Linked DNA regions of Mus musculus: regions 2 and 3 are each linked to region 1. Evidence: chromatin contacts called from public Hi-C and HiChIP or PLAC-seq data. All regions are on one chromosome and are shown on one strand. Each heading gives the region's core, a stretch centred on a gene start, on an enhancer-like site or on the middle of the called end of the contact. The rest is flanking DNA. Distances are from core to core; before and after follow the strand shown.

The links. A called contact is a pair of places that touch in the nucleus more often than the background predicts. HiChIP or PLAC-seq counts read pairs in DNA pulled down with a chosen protein or histone mark.
Region 2: an H3K27ac HiChIP or PLAC-seq map of the HPC-7 cell line shows a contact between it and region 1, with 14 times the contacts expected there. The contact joins the promoter of 4930439D14Rik here to the enhancer-like site in region 1. A contact is called at or near these places in 10 of 39 promoter capture datasets (3T3-L1-derived adipocytes, the C10 cell line, the HPC-7 cell line and 6 more), 2 of 15 datasets of contacts at CTCF or cohesin (CD8 T cells and large pre-B cells), 12 of 484 Hi-C or Micro-C datasets (B cells, CD4 T cells, the CH12 cell line and 8 more), 30 of 115 datasets of contacts at active chromatin or transcription factors (the HPC-7 cell line, the SCID.adh cell line, bone marrow-derived macrophages and 19 more) and 4 of 9 other capture datasets (adipose tissue, embryonic stem cells, liver and 1 more).
Region 3: a contact with region 1 is called in a Hi-C map of the HPC-7 cell line, with 1.7 times the contacts expected there. The contact joins two enhancer-like sites. A contact is called at or near these places in 4 of 484 Hi-C or Micro-C datasets (the HPC-7 cell line, bone marrow-derived macrophages, nephron progenitors and 1 more) and 10 of 115 datasets of contacts at active chromatin or transcription factors (the HPC-7 cell line, double positive thymocytes, embryonic basal ganglia and 4 more).

Annotation. Positions count from the first base shown.
Region 1 is chr1:157,037,105-157,041,482 of GRCm38.p6, reverse strand. No RefSeq gene overlaps it. Among named protein-coding and RNA genes, the nearest start is that of Gm30568, 42 kb to the left of the region's middle. Within about 2 kb of position 2,157, at least 204 of the 459 cell types and tissues checked have an H3K27ac peak or open chromatin away from gene starts, as enhancers often do. A contact at or near this core is called in B cells, CD8 T cells, the HPC-7 cell line and 22 more, where this site is marked.
Region 2 is chr1:156,936,222-156,940,599 of GRCm38.p6, reverse strand. 4930439D14Rik (a long non-coding RNA gene) reads right to left here and starts at 1,806. Exons shown (of 2, transcript XR_003948625.1): 1 at 1,542-1,806; 2 at 405-1,473. Ralgps2 (Ral GEF with PH domain and SH3 binding motif 2) reads left to right here and starts at 974. Exons shown (of 19, transcript NM_001159967.1): 1 at 974-1,111.
Region 3 is chr1:156,961,569-156,965,946 of GRCm38.p6, reverse strand. No RefSeq gene overlaps it. Among named protein-coding and RNA genes, the nearest start is that of Ralgps2, 24 kb to the right of the region's middle. Within about 2 kb of position 1,911, at least 29 of the 459 cell types and tissues checked have an H3K27ac peak or open chromatin away from gene starts, as enhancers often do. A contact at or near this core is called in the HPC-7 cell line, where this site is marked.

The DNA of each region.
Region 1 (4,378 bases), core at 908-3,407:
GAGACTGACCTGGGCTGCTGGCTCTGAGAGGGTGTGGCCTCTGCAGCTAGAGTAAGAAGAGTTCCCTGTAAGCCAGAGACTTGGTTCAGCAGTTAAGAGTGATCCTGTTCTTCCAGAGGACTTGATGGTTCTTAGCGCCTGCATCAGGTGGCTCACAGGCAAAGCACAGGTGGGTAGGTCTGGTCTCTGCAAACTCACAGTTGTACATATTAAAAAAAAAAAAAAAGAGTTGCACACAAGGCCGGGGAGACAGAGCACAGCCCAGAGCATGTATACTGAGCCTGCATCCAAAGGCCAGGCAGGGCAGGGTATCCACAGCTGCTGGAAAGAGACAGCAAAGTCTGTGGCCAACCACTGCTTAAAGTAGAATTCAGTACCTAAAGGGGCTCAACCATAAGCCTCCTCTTTCCCAGTTGTTACACACACACACACACACACACACACACACACACACACACACACAGACACACACAGACACACACACACACACACACAGAGCACGAATATACAAATACAACCCGCTGAGTTCATTTTTGCTGTTTATGTGTATATGGCTTCAGGACTGAGGACTTTGCTTTGGATAACCATTAGGGGATTATCCCTGGGAGATCCTGTCTCCCTCTCTCCGCAGTAATCAGTCCCTGTGCAGTTTTAAACAGCACATTCTAAGAGTTTTGATTTATAAATGTGTTAAAAAAATATATATATATATATAGTAGCTGTCTTCAGACACACCAGAAGAGGGCATCAGATCTCATTACAGATGGTTGTGAGCCACCATGTGGTTGATGGGATTTGAACTCAGGACCTCCGGAAGAGCAGTCGGTGCCACTAAGCCATCTCTCCAGCTCATAAATGTGTTTTTATGCCCAGTTAGAAAAATAAATGGAGGCAAGCCACCAACATATGATAGCACTTATGGTAGAATGCAAGTGCAGGTGCTATAAAGATAGAGATGATGGAGAAGGAAATATGTCCTCTGGATTTGATAGATTCTAAACAATACGCGGTTGAAGAGACTGTTGCACTGGAGTAAGAAATCCATCTAGACTGTAACAATGGTAATGAGGTGATAAAAATTGAGAGTGCCTACTGTTGGGCAATGGACAGAGGCCAGTAGAAAGGCTGCTCAGAGGAGACCTGTGAGCAGTAACCTGACCGAGTCAGAACGGCAGTGCTGTGAATGTAAACAGAAAGAAATCCAAGCGCAAATAGTGGTCAGAGCATTAAGCTTTCTAAATTGCTTTAAGAATTAAGGTAAATAACATAAGGATAGTGCTTGATATTGATACATAGTAACAGTTTGAATCTCTTCTACTTGGACCTAGGGATCTAAGTAAACAGAATTCACACTACCTCTGTGTTAGGGTGTGTGTGTGTGTGTGTGTGTGTGTGTGTGTGTGTGTGTCTCCATCCTTGCTGGTTGCTGGCGTCATACCGAGGGAATTTCAGTTGCCTGCTTATCTCTAGATCCAACAACAGTGGTCTTAGTTCTCTGTGACAAAGAGCCTGCCCAACCGTCAGCTGTCCCTTGCCTGCTTTTTCTTTCTTGAGAACATACTCTGTTTACCCTGCTAGCATTAACTAAAGAAGCCAGTCTCGTCCAAATTTTCAAAATGTAGAGGTGACATTTTGAATATCCAAGCAGCCTGGCTAGCAGATTCCCCCCCCCCCCCCAAGCTCAATATTCCATCCACACAGTGCCATGGAACTTCTGGCAGACACTGGGAGAGGTGGGGGAGAAGCGCAGTCTTTCTGAGCACTAAGCCCTTTCCACTCCTAGGCTGCTGACAACATCTCTAAAGAAAAGAACAAACAAGGCTGACTCCCTGTAAGCAGCAACAAAATGTTCCATCAGGCATTTGGGAAGAGCAGCTTTCCAGCATTTGGGAATGTGAGAGACTGGATGGCATTCGAAGCTAATTCCCCCCAGAACGATAGAGAGTAATCCCGGGGGGGGGGGGGGGGCTCAGCTGCATTTAAAATTCCATACTGTGAAAGAGAGTGGGCTCCATGCCAGGGCCAGGGGGTGGCAGCTGGGGATCCTGGAAACTGAGCCAGGAAGGGACGTGTGACAGACGGCCAAGGACGTGAGTGAGTTGGCAGTTTCTCTCTCCCTTGAGCGGAGCAGATAAAGGAGTCTGTGATGCCCCGTGGAGGGGAAGTTTGTGTTTGTTTTTCTAACCAAAGAGAAAAACGTGTTCTACCCTCAGAGTCCTTGGTCAGGAAACGGTTGTTTGCAGAAGGAAGAAGAAATTCCCCTTTGCTGTCTGACACTGGCTTCCCCATTCGCCTCCATGGGGCAATGCAAGCTGATGGACCATCTTGCCTCATGGATATGCTGGGTTATAACCAGGCACTACCCCTCCCCCTTTGTCAGTCTTGCCCGGGCAGCTCCATCTTGTCCTCATCAGCACAATTGTCCCACACTAGGAAATCTATACAACACGTCACCCCTCAGTTGCTTGGAGTTCTTTCTTTCTTTTTCTTTCTTTCTTTTTTTTTTCTCCCAGAACTGCACATCTCACCAAGTGTGATTTATTTAAAAGAAAACCATCAGGAACTGAACATCCAGACTTGGGCTAGGTGGGGGGGGGGGGGGGTGAATGCTCACGCTTTGAGTGAGAGAGAGGAATTGTGGGTAAACAGAATTTCCCACGTCATCTCACAGCCCATGATACATCTTTCTCCTAATATCTGAAGGAGGCTTCAGGAGGGAGGTGGGGGACTTCAGGCCACATTACAAATAAGATTTAAAAAGCAGATGTTTGAGGTGAGGGCAGAGAGGAAACTGTTGCCAAACACTACCAAAAATTCAAGAGTGTGGCGGTGTCCGCAAGCAAGGGCCTGTGAGCTGGGACATTGCTCTGGGACCTTCACGTGTGTTTTACTTTCTCTCTGTTCATCCCATCCCCACATGCGGCGTAGTAAGATTTCAATTCGCATGGTAAGCAGGGGAGAAGGGGTCATCAGAAGCTTCACGTTGGTGGGGGTGGGGGAGAGGGCAGCTGTGGGGTTTTTTCCTCTAAGCTTAGCCCTTAGGAGGACTGAGACAGGAGGACTGTGAGTTTGAGGCAGCCTGGGTTACATAAGACATAAGCCTGTCTCCAAAAGAAACCAAAACAAAACAAACGAACATCAAAAACCCAGCCGACAGTGGGGCATTGCTTAGTAATGTGTGTTTAGCAGCTGAGGTCTCTAAGCAGTAGGCTTGTGTGTGTGTGTTGATTAATGCAGGGTACTAACATAGCAGGTGAAGTGGTTCCTTTTCATAGGGACTGGCATTTTGCCTTAATTTACAGGTGCCAACCCGCAGAGATGGCCAGAATCCGTCTAAACAATAAGTTGGAGTCTCAAAGCTAACGCCTTCTGAAGCTGGTCCTGAGGTGCAATTAGAAGCACCATGTTGGCCTTTGTTCCCTCTTCTTGCCTCTGCTACTTTAGGACTTTTGAAATACCTGTGCTTTTTAGAGTCAACCCTTTCATAGGACTCTAACCCATGATCCTGTGGGGCAGTGGGCAATGCACAGACAGCCTGGTCTCCAGTCGAATATAGGTCTTGAACCCCGGGGGGGCGGGGGCCAGTGGGTGGTAATTTCCACCCATATGGGATGGAAGGTATTTGATCATGTCTCCTGGACCCCTGGCTCCTGTCAAAGTTACTACCCCCACAACCCCTTCAGGAGAGGTGTGTGGCTATCAGTCACGTGGGAGCAGCACCAAGCCTTCCCACATGCAAATAAGGTTTCCCCCAAGCTCTCAGTCCAAGCCAATGAGAGGTACCTGCTGTAGACCCCTGAATCACCCCCAGAACTGTATATAAACCCATCCAGGGAATTAAAGATGTGTGAGAACTACTCCTTCCTCTGAGTCTTTTGTTCCAAGAGCTGTAACACTTGGGAAGAGATCTGCTCTAACGAAGTGCCACCTGAGGTCCAGCCACACTCCTCACTGGATAGTTGGCTTCTCCAGCCCGACCAGACTCAGTGCAGAGCAACTCAGAGTTACCGAACGACCTGGAAGGCACAGCAGAGACTTTGTCTCCTTGCCTGCCCTCTCTTCCCTTCGCTGGAACCCTCAAACCAGGCTTGGCCAGAGATCTCTGTGGAAAACCTCTGTTACCCAGGCCCACATGATCCCTTGTGACATTCAGAAAAGTACCCTGAAGACAGGTGACTTCCAAGCCACTCTCCTGTCTGCCCTCCACTGGGAAGATGCAGAGCGGGGAAGCTGGAGAATAAGGGTGGAAATCACCTGTTTACCTTGTACAGGAAAATAGCAATTAAGCCAAATGAGAAATTAGTATTTACTGGTTGCAAGTGATCTTTTGAAGAAGCACATTTTCAAGTTCAATTAGACTCTACAGAACAGCTGTACA
Region 2 (4,378 bases), core at 557-3,056, 100 kb after region 1:
ACAGAAGGGAACAGTGGTCAAAAGGGACAGTGTTTAACTTTCTTCTGCATAAAAGAATCCACTGTTTTGATTAGTTATTATAGGGAAAAAGGAAATCAAAACGAATTTGGTCCCTTCACAATCTACACTCAGTGCTGCTATAGAACTGTCCCTCCACCCTCCACTGCACATTGCCTAGAAAAGGATCGCATCTATTCCCGAATGACCTAATGATTACACCAAGGTGGCTCACTGAAAACCTTCCACTAAGTCACACTGCATCAAATGGTGCTAAGTTTAAGTAGGCCACCTAGGTGCACCCCAAGAAACAACACCCTTCTATTCCCTTTCATTCACAGGAAAAATTTCACCTTTTAGAATCACGTTCCCGCAATGGCGTGAAAATACAGTCCACCTGAAACTCATCAATCCGGGACTAGGGGATCCCAAATATTGTTATTTGCTCCTTAAACCACCGGCAGCCACCCTGCTTAACACCTAGAGGCCGACCCAACACTTCCGGCATGATGATGTGCTAGAGTGCAGACTCCATCATTTAAGATCCCACGGCTGTGGGGTGACTCTTCACATTTGCAGTCCCCCTCCACTTGTCCGCCACGACTCCTAAGGACGCCGCCCTCACGGGCTGGGTATTTGATCTGGGGGCCAAGCGTTTCCAGACTTTTGTCCTCTGGCCCGAGCGGGGAGCAACGCCCGCGTCCCAGGCGCCAACGAGACCCGTGCGGGGAGCAGCCGCGGGGCCCCACCTGTCCGTCCTGAACCCTGCGGCTCGTCCTTGCGGCCGGTGCTGCGCCTGCGGCTGGGGCACGCGCCTCGGACACCGGTACGGGGCGGCAGTTGGCCTCGGGGGGCATAGCCCGGCGCCCGCAGACTGCGCCGAGACCCCGGCGACCCGGCGTTCCCGGCCGCGCGAGCGCGCTCGGTTGGTGCGCGCGCCGCTCCGCCCCGCCCGCCCGGCGCGCGCCCCCTGCGCGGCCGGGGTGGATCCAGCGCACTCCCCTCCCCCGAGCGCCGGCGGCAGGCGCTGAATGAGAGACGCCGACTGCTCGGTTGGGCGAGCGATTGCCTCGGAGCCGCGGGCGAAGCGGAGGCGACGGCCGCGGCTGCACAGGTCGGCGTGGCGTGCGGGCGTGTGGGGAGGCGCGGGCAATGGCGGCGGCGGCCGCGGTGCGCGGCGCGGGAGGGCGGGCTGCGGGTCGCTCGCGGTCCCGCGGTGGCGGAGGCCCCGGCGTCGCCTCAGCCTCTCAGGTGAGCCGGGGCCGGGCCCCGCCGCGCCAGCCACACCCCCTCTCGGCCGGGGCGCCTGCACCCCCGTCACCGAGCCGAGGCGGGTGACCTGTTGCGGGGCCGAACCGCCCGCGGAGCGCGGGGTGAGCGGCGCCGCGGCGGCGGAGGCCGCGTGCGGACACGGAGGGGGGTCCCGCACCGCCGCGCTAGCTGCCCGCAGCGCCTGGGATTCCTTTGCTGTGTGGGCTTAGGCGGGCTCGTAAACACCGGGCTCGGGGAGGCGATGGGGAGCTGACCTGGAAGGGAGCCCGGACCTGTGCGCTGCCGCCGCGGCTCCCCGCCCCCCTCGAAGCGCTTTTCCTGCCGCCGTGTGCGGTGTAGACGCAGGCGGGTTTCAGGGTGCGTGGGCGTGTTTGGGAAGAAGCTGCGAGCTGATAGGAGGTACCTTAGTGCGAATGTTAATTTGTTTGAGCTGGGAGGGGTGAGGGAGGAGGAAGAAAGGGGCCTGTTGGTGGCCGTGGAGGAGGGGCGTTTGCAACCCCAAATCCCTCTGCAGAAAGCGCTCTCCACCGAAAGCATCCAGCGTCTTTTGTTTAAGATCGGAGGATGAAAGCACGGGCGGCAGTTAATTGAGCCTTTCCTCGTAGGTGCTCTGCATCCCCTCCCCACCCCCACACCCCGTCTTAGTACGCTGAAGTAGCTATAGAGCTTTGTTTCGGTGTTGGTGTTTGTTTATGAGTTGACTTTGGCGTTGTTTATGTAATGTTTACCATCCGGTGTACTCGAGGTCGTGTGTCTTTGAAGATGACCATTCGAATTTTGTGGAACTTTTCATTCCTTGCATGAGAGAGTACCGCAGTGCCACAGTTCGTTAACTTGCAAACTGTAAAAGCCTGTCCCACCCAGATATGATTGTTCGGGCTGTAGCATCATAAATGTAGTAAGTGTAATACTGTTACTGCAGGAGTGGGATTTGTAACCAAACAGTATTATTTTAATAATAATAACCTCTACTGAATGTGTGTAGTCATGAAGCTTCAAAAATGTGGAAAATTGCTTGTCTTAGCCACATGTATATATTAAATGTGTCTATTAGAGTTCCCATGAATGGTTTAAGTATAGTTATTTGAGCTTAAATTCTGGCATAGTAATTTTAAAATAGTAAAACCCAGTCCATTCTATCTCACCATGCATTGATTTCAGGAATTTGACTTTTTCTGCAAATACTGTTCTCTATCTTTTATTCACCAGATTGCAGCAGAAGTTGAAAGATCTGCTTGTGTGTCAAGATCCTAGTATACTTTTTGATATTACAGTATCAGGGAGGATACACCCAAAAATTCTGAGAGAAAATAAAATTTAAAAGATAGCTATGAACCAGACATGTGTGAGTAATGAATGCAATTTGTGTGCATTTTAAAAACGAGCTTACAATTAAAATTGGGGCAGTGGTTGCCTTTGGTGAAAGATGGCTTTGTTGGTAATAATAATTTGATTGCAACTTGAAACTTTTTTTTTTTTTTTTTTTTTTTTGAGGCAGAGCCTCACTATGTAGCTCTAGCTGTCGGTGGAATTCACTACATAGACCAGGCTGGCTTCTAACTGGCTGAGATCTGCCTGACTCTGCCTATGAGGAGTTGGGATCAAAAGCTCCTTTTAAGCTCTTGTCCAGAGGGTCAATTCTTCTAAACACACAGAGTATCTCCGCGTCCCGCTGTGTCCTGATGGGTGTGGAGGGGATGCTGCAGCGCACAAACGCACACGTGCTGTGATGGAGATAAAGTCATCAGTGGGCAGCTCTGTTAGTGTAGAAGTGAAAACTCAGGATGCCTTTTGAGTTAGGATACTGCTTGCATTTTTCCTTCTGAGGATAGAAGGAACTGTTAGTGAATAAAAGCATCAAGACAGTTGTCTTAAACTGTGCTTGTGTTTATACACACTAGGTATCCGGCTTCCAAACATATCTAAATATTACTCTACCTGGAGTCAGAGGGTGTGTGGTTTATATGTGGCTAGACAATTAATCTGTTGGTTTATATACTTAAATGAAATGTGTGCTGATATTCTTGTCTTGGTATTTACTTGTTTGTAAGAGTCTTCAGGAGAAGTAAGCCGACATCCCCCCAGGGAAATGGCATTCTACCCGTCTGTTAAAGAAAAATCTTACTGGATTCCAAGGGGCTGATGAGAAGAGATTAGTTTATGCTCTGATTAATAATCATGGTGACATGCATTGGTGTAGATCTTTGTAGATTTCAGAGCTTTAAAAGTATTTACCCTACGCAGGCATTAGTCTCTCCACTTCAGAGTGGGAGGCCAGCTATCAGTAATCATACAGGGATCCCAGGCCTAGACTGTTGTTTCTAGAGTGTGATGTGCCCAGTCCCATCCTGTCCCCCCCCCCCCCCCACTCCCCCGGTCTCTGGAGTGGAGACTTTGGGAAAATGCACAGCTGGGGACTTAGTGTACTGCTAGCTTCCAGAAGTTTCTAAGGAGTTTTTAACCGCTAATCTATTATTTGAAATTGCCTTCCTTTTCTCTAAAGCTCTGCTTTCCTTTGATATGGAAAACGAACACATACAAGCTTTTGAGAATAAAATACATTAAAATGGATCCTGTGTTTTGAATATTAGCTTTTGTTTAATGTTTGCTTTTGAGATAGTTACTTTTGTCTGCACTTCACACTTTTTATAGTTATCTAGTATTCAATGAAAACATAATTCAGATAGCTTGAAATAGGTCCCGTGGAAAAAAGTGAGTTTATGGCATTACTCCTTAATTACTTCCTTAAGTGTGTTTTAAATTCCCATTAGTTCCTTGTTAATGAGAGAATGAAGATTGGATATGATAAAACTTCAGTATTTTTAAATTAATCTGTACTCTTTCATGCTTTATAGTTTTATTTTCTTTGGTTCTCAAGTTTTATTCACGACCTCATTCTAAATATTCCAGATGGGTTTTATTCATCAACCTCCTCTGCCCTCCTCCCTCTTCCTTCTCCCCTTTCCCTGCCCCCTCCTCCCTTCTTAGAAAAGTACCTCACACTTGAAACAATGTCCAGTTATTGGTCAGAGATTATGACCAGAGAGTAAAATAATTGACATTAAATGATATGACTACTTTGTTCTTCTTTTAAACGTTGCTACTTGAA
Region 3 (4,378 bases), core at 662-3,161, 75 kb after region 1:
GTCCTACCCTTGGATGCTGTGCTTTCCAATGCTGTGCATCTGCCTCTCTCTCTTGCTCTATTGCACAGAATAGATCAGTTGCCTAATATCCTTGGTCATGCCTTCTTATAGATCTGACCTCCATTGACATTAACATTGTTGCTGAAATATTTTTCCTTTAAAGTGTTATGTAATAGGGCCTGAGGATGCAGCTAGGTTGGTAGGTGCTTGACTATCATGCAGGAAGCCCTGGGTTGGGACACTACATACAAGGCATGATGCCACCAGACTGTAATTCCATCACTCGGGAGTTCAAGTTCAAGGTCATCCTAGGCGACAAAGCCAGTGTGAGGCAAGCCTGAACCATATGAGACCTTTCTTCAAACAAAAACAATGTATGTGTGTGATACATATGTGTATATACATATAATTACATTTTTCTTGAGATTTGGTGTGTTGCTACATATTATAATGCTAAATTCTGTATCCCAAGGTTTAGTTGCCTCAAGAGGAGGGACTTCCTCATATACCAGCCTTTGTTGTGCAAAACTTGCTCCTTAATTTAAAACTACTAGTTGAATAAAAATGGCTACAGGCAATTACTGGAGGGAATAGAGGTAGGCATGTTTTTTTCCAGTTACCTGGTTGGGGGTGGGGGCGGGGTAGGGGTTGGGTTGAAGGTCATGGGTAGAGAGGAAAGAAGTGAGCCGGAGGGTAGAGGAAGCCACCATGAGAGGAGATGGATCCTAAACACTTGGCCAGGAGAAACAGCGAGTCTTTGGGGTACATGGCTGGGGAAATAGCCAGTCCAGCAGTTAGGAAAGTAGATTAGGGGTAGCTTCCAGAAACTGTCAAAGCCAAATAAAATAACCATAGTCTGAGTCTCATTCATTTGTAAGCTAGATTGGATATGTTTAAATTGGTTCAACTACAAGATTTTTGCAGGCATATACAATCTTTACTGTTACTTTCACGCATATCAACATATCCCAGCAAATCTGAGCAAAACCATGCATGGTGTGGGCTGTTGGCCCAAACGGGGACTTTGTTATATTGAAGTGGACAGCGTGATGATAGCTGTTAAAACAGGAGAGTACCCACACTCAAGCCTTCTACTAAAAAGGAGATACTTTGTTTCAGACAGCTATTTAGAAGTTGCCACAAGATCTATTCTAAGGGAATGAGAAGCATTCATTGGCTTGATGCTCTGGTGAGAGCCAGCTGCTCCCCCGCACAGCTCCAGGCTGCACACCCTTGGCCACACTCTCCTCAAATCTCTGCAAAAGGTTCAGGTTAGTTCTGGATTTTATTAAACTGCTCAGATCCTGTTTCCGCAAGGATTGGGGTTTTAAAGCCCAATAATCTTAAAGAATACTTCATTATTTCCCTTTTTGGAAATTAATTTAAAACAAAACAGATGGATGCTTCATGATTTGAGTGCTTCAATGTACAGAAGGCCCTGCAGTGCCTTGCCCGTGGAGTCTTCCCACCAGACCCTGCAGCCCTCGCTTCCCTCCTGGGAAGCAATTAGCAGTTCCTTTTTTTTATCTTTCCAGGGTGGTCTGCTACATCCTCTTCCTGTCACAAATTTTACCCCTGGAGAGCTGATCTTAGCTTGCCAGGCTTCCCTCCCTTTCCCATCCAAGGGAGACAAGGTCTCTGGGGACTTTTCTGTCAATGCCAACGTGTTGAAAGTGAATTTTTGTCTTAACGCCTCCTCTCAGCTCTCGTTTCTGTTCTGGCTGGGCATACCTTTTTTTACACGACAGCTGGTGGCCCCAGTCACCTTCTGGTGCATGATGAATGGAACCAAGAGGAGCAAGTGTTCTCTGATATCATTAATTGCAAGGTTTTTGCAAATTCAAAACTCAAAGAAAGGACAGTTGTCTCCAACTGTTAGCAGCTGTTCATTTGCCTGTGGTGGTAGATACCAGAATGCCCTTCTGCAAACCCTCTGGGGGCAGGCAGCTAGCTGCTGCCTCGGTACACATCTCTGTCACACTTCATTCTGATTTTATTTTTTAATCACATCTTAAACCCTTTCTAGAATCCCACTGTCTACTACCTACCAGGAGACCTTGGAGGAGTAACCTAACCTCAGTCCCATGCCCTAGTCTATGAAATGAGCAACCTCCGTGCAATGACCTTGTGGCTTCCACCCCTAAGAATTCCATAGGAATGGGATCTACTGTTAAGTGGTGAGTGTGGCTGCAGTCCTTTGCCCTTTACCTCAGAGAACTGAAAGCCTGAGGGAGTGGAGAATCCATGATCTTAACGCCTAGCTTATATGTTCCTGGGCCATTTGAGAGCAACTGTGAAAGGGCTTCCTGTCTTTTGACCTAGAACTAAGTCTCTTTACAAAAAACGAAAATCCTGTCCCTGTGCTAGGGCCATGAAAAAATCATGTTGAACTGTAGGTCCCATTTAAGAGATGGAAGTAGGCTGTTGTATTATAAAGGATCTGCCCTTATGAATGGTTTGACCTAGTCACCAATCAAAAGATTATCCTGATAGTAAATCTGATATAAAGCACTGTGATGGTTTGTATATGCTTGGCCCAGAGAGTAGCACTATTAGAAGGTGTGGCCCTGTTGGAGTAGGTGTATCACTGTGGTCGTGGGCTTTAAGACCCCCCACCCTAGCTGCCTGGAAGTCAGTCTTCCACTAGCAGCCTTTAGATAAAGATGTAGAACTCTTAGCTCTGCCTGCACCATGCCTGCCTAGATGCTACCATGCTCCCCACTTGATGATAATGGACTGAACCTCTGAACCTGTAAGCCAGCCCCAGTTAAAAGTTGTCCTTTATAAGACTTGCCTTGGGAGCTGGTGAGATGGCTCAGTGGTTAAGAGCGCAGACTGCTCTTCCGAAGGTCCTGAGTTCAAATCCCAGCAACCACATGGTGGCTCACAACCATCTATAACGAAATCTGATGCCCTCTTCTGGAGTGTCTGAAGACAGCTACAGTGTACTTACATATAATAAATAAATAAATAAATCTAAAAACAAAGACTTGCGTTGGTCATGGTGTCAGTTCACAGCAGTAAAACCCTAACTAAGACAAGCATCTTTGGGGGCAGGGATATAATTCAATCAGTCGAGTACTTGTCTTGCAAGCATGAGGAGCCCAGTCTGATCCCAGGAAGCCAGGTAAAAGACAGCCTTGATGCGGTGCAGGAGAGATGCAGCTAGGGAACCCTGGGGCTCACTGGTCAGCCAGCCTGAACTGTCCAGCAAGTTCCAGGCCAGTAAGAGACCCTGTCTCCAAAACCAAGGCGGATAGGTGGATGGCTTCTGAGGAAAGACACCTGAGGCTGATTTCTGGCATGCACACATGTACACACACACACACACACACACAGACACACCATCTTGGTTTTGTATCTTGGTTTCTCCCTCATTGTGTGATATCTTTGACCACCTGCATCCTCAACAACAAGCAAGCTTTTAGTAGATGTAACCCCTTGAGTCTCTGAAACCCTAAACTGAATAAATCTATGTATCTCTAGATCTATGTATTGGTATGTATGTATGCATGTATCTATATGTGTGTATGTATTTATGTATCTATGTGTTTATCTATCTCCCTACTTATTTATTTTGTGTGTTGTGTATGTGTGATATATAAATTTTCAGTGAGGGTGTGTACATGGGCAGGAACATGTTGAGGCCTGGGGTTGATGTCTGTTGTCTTTCTTGGCTGCGCTCCATCATTGTTTTCTGAGACAAAGTCTCTCACTGAACCTAAATCTGCTCATTGATTCAATTAGAATGGCTGGCCAGGGAGCTTCATGATCCACCTCTCTCTGTACCTGTCCTCCCCACCCCCTCCCTGTGGTTATAAACACGTGCCACAGCACCCCGCTGTCTACATGCATTCTGGCAAATCCAAACTCAGCTCAGGTCTTCAGGTCAGCCTTTATTTTAACAAGTGAATTACCCAGTGAATGGAATGAGGACTTGACTGCCCCAAGGTAAGTAGACGGGAGGTTTTTACTGTAGATGTGAGAGGGAACAGCCAGGGCCATCTGGAGGAGTCTATCTAGAGCAGGGAGAGAAAGCAGTAGACCAGCAGGCTGAACTGAGTGGGAGGTGGGCTGGGGGGTGGCGGGTGTTAGGTGAGGATGAGAGAGGAAAGAAGGGACAAAGGAGAGGAAGACACAAGAGGAAGGAGCCAGAGAGGGCTTGGTTGAAAAGGCAAGATTGTATAAAAATGAGACGCTGGAGGTGGGAGGGAAGCAAGCCCGCGGGCTAGAGAGGTTTAGGTAGGGGGTGGGGTGGGAAGAGGTGAGAGGAACCAGGAAGGCATGGTAGGACTCTGTACCCGGTACTTGAAGTACTGAGCCAGCCTAGAGGCCAGTACTTGCTTTGTTATGCTAATAGGCACCACACTTGGCCATT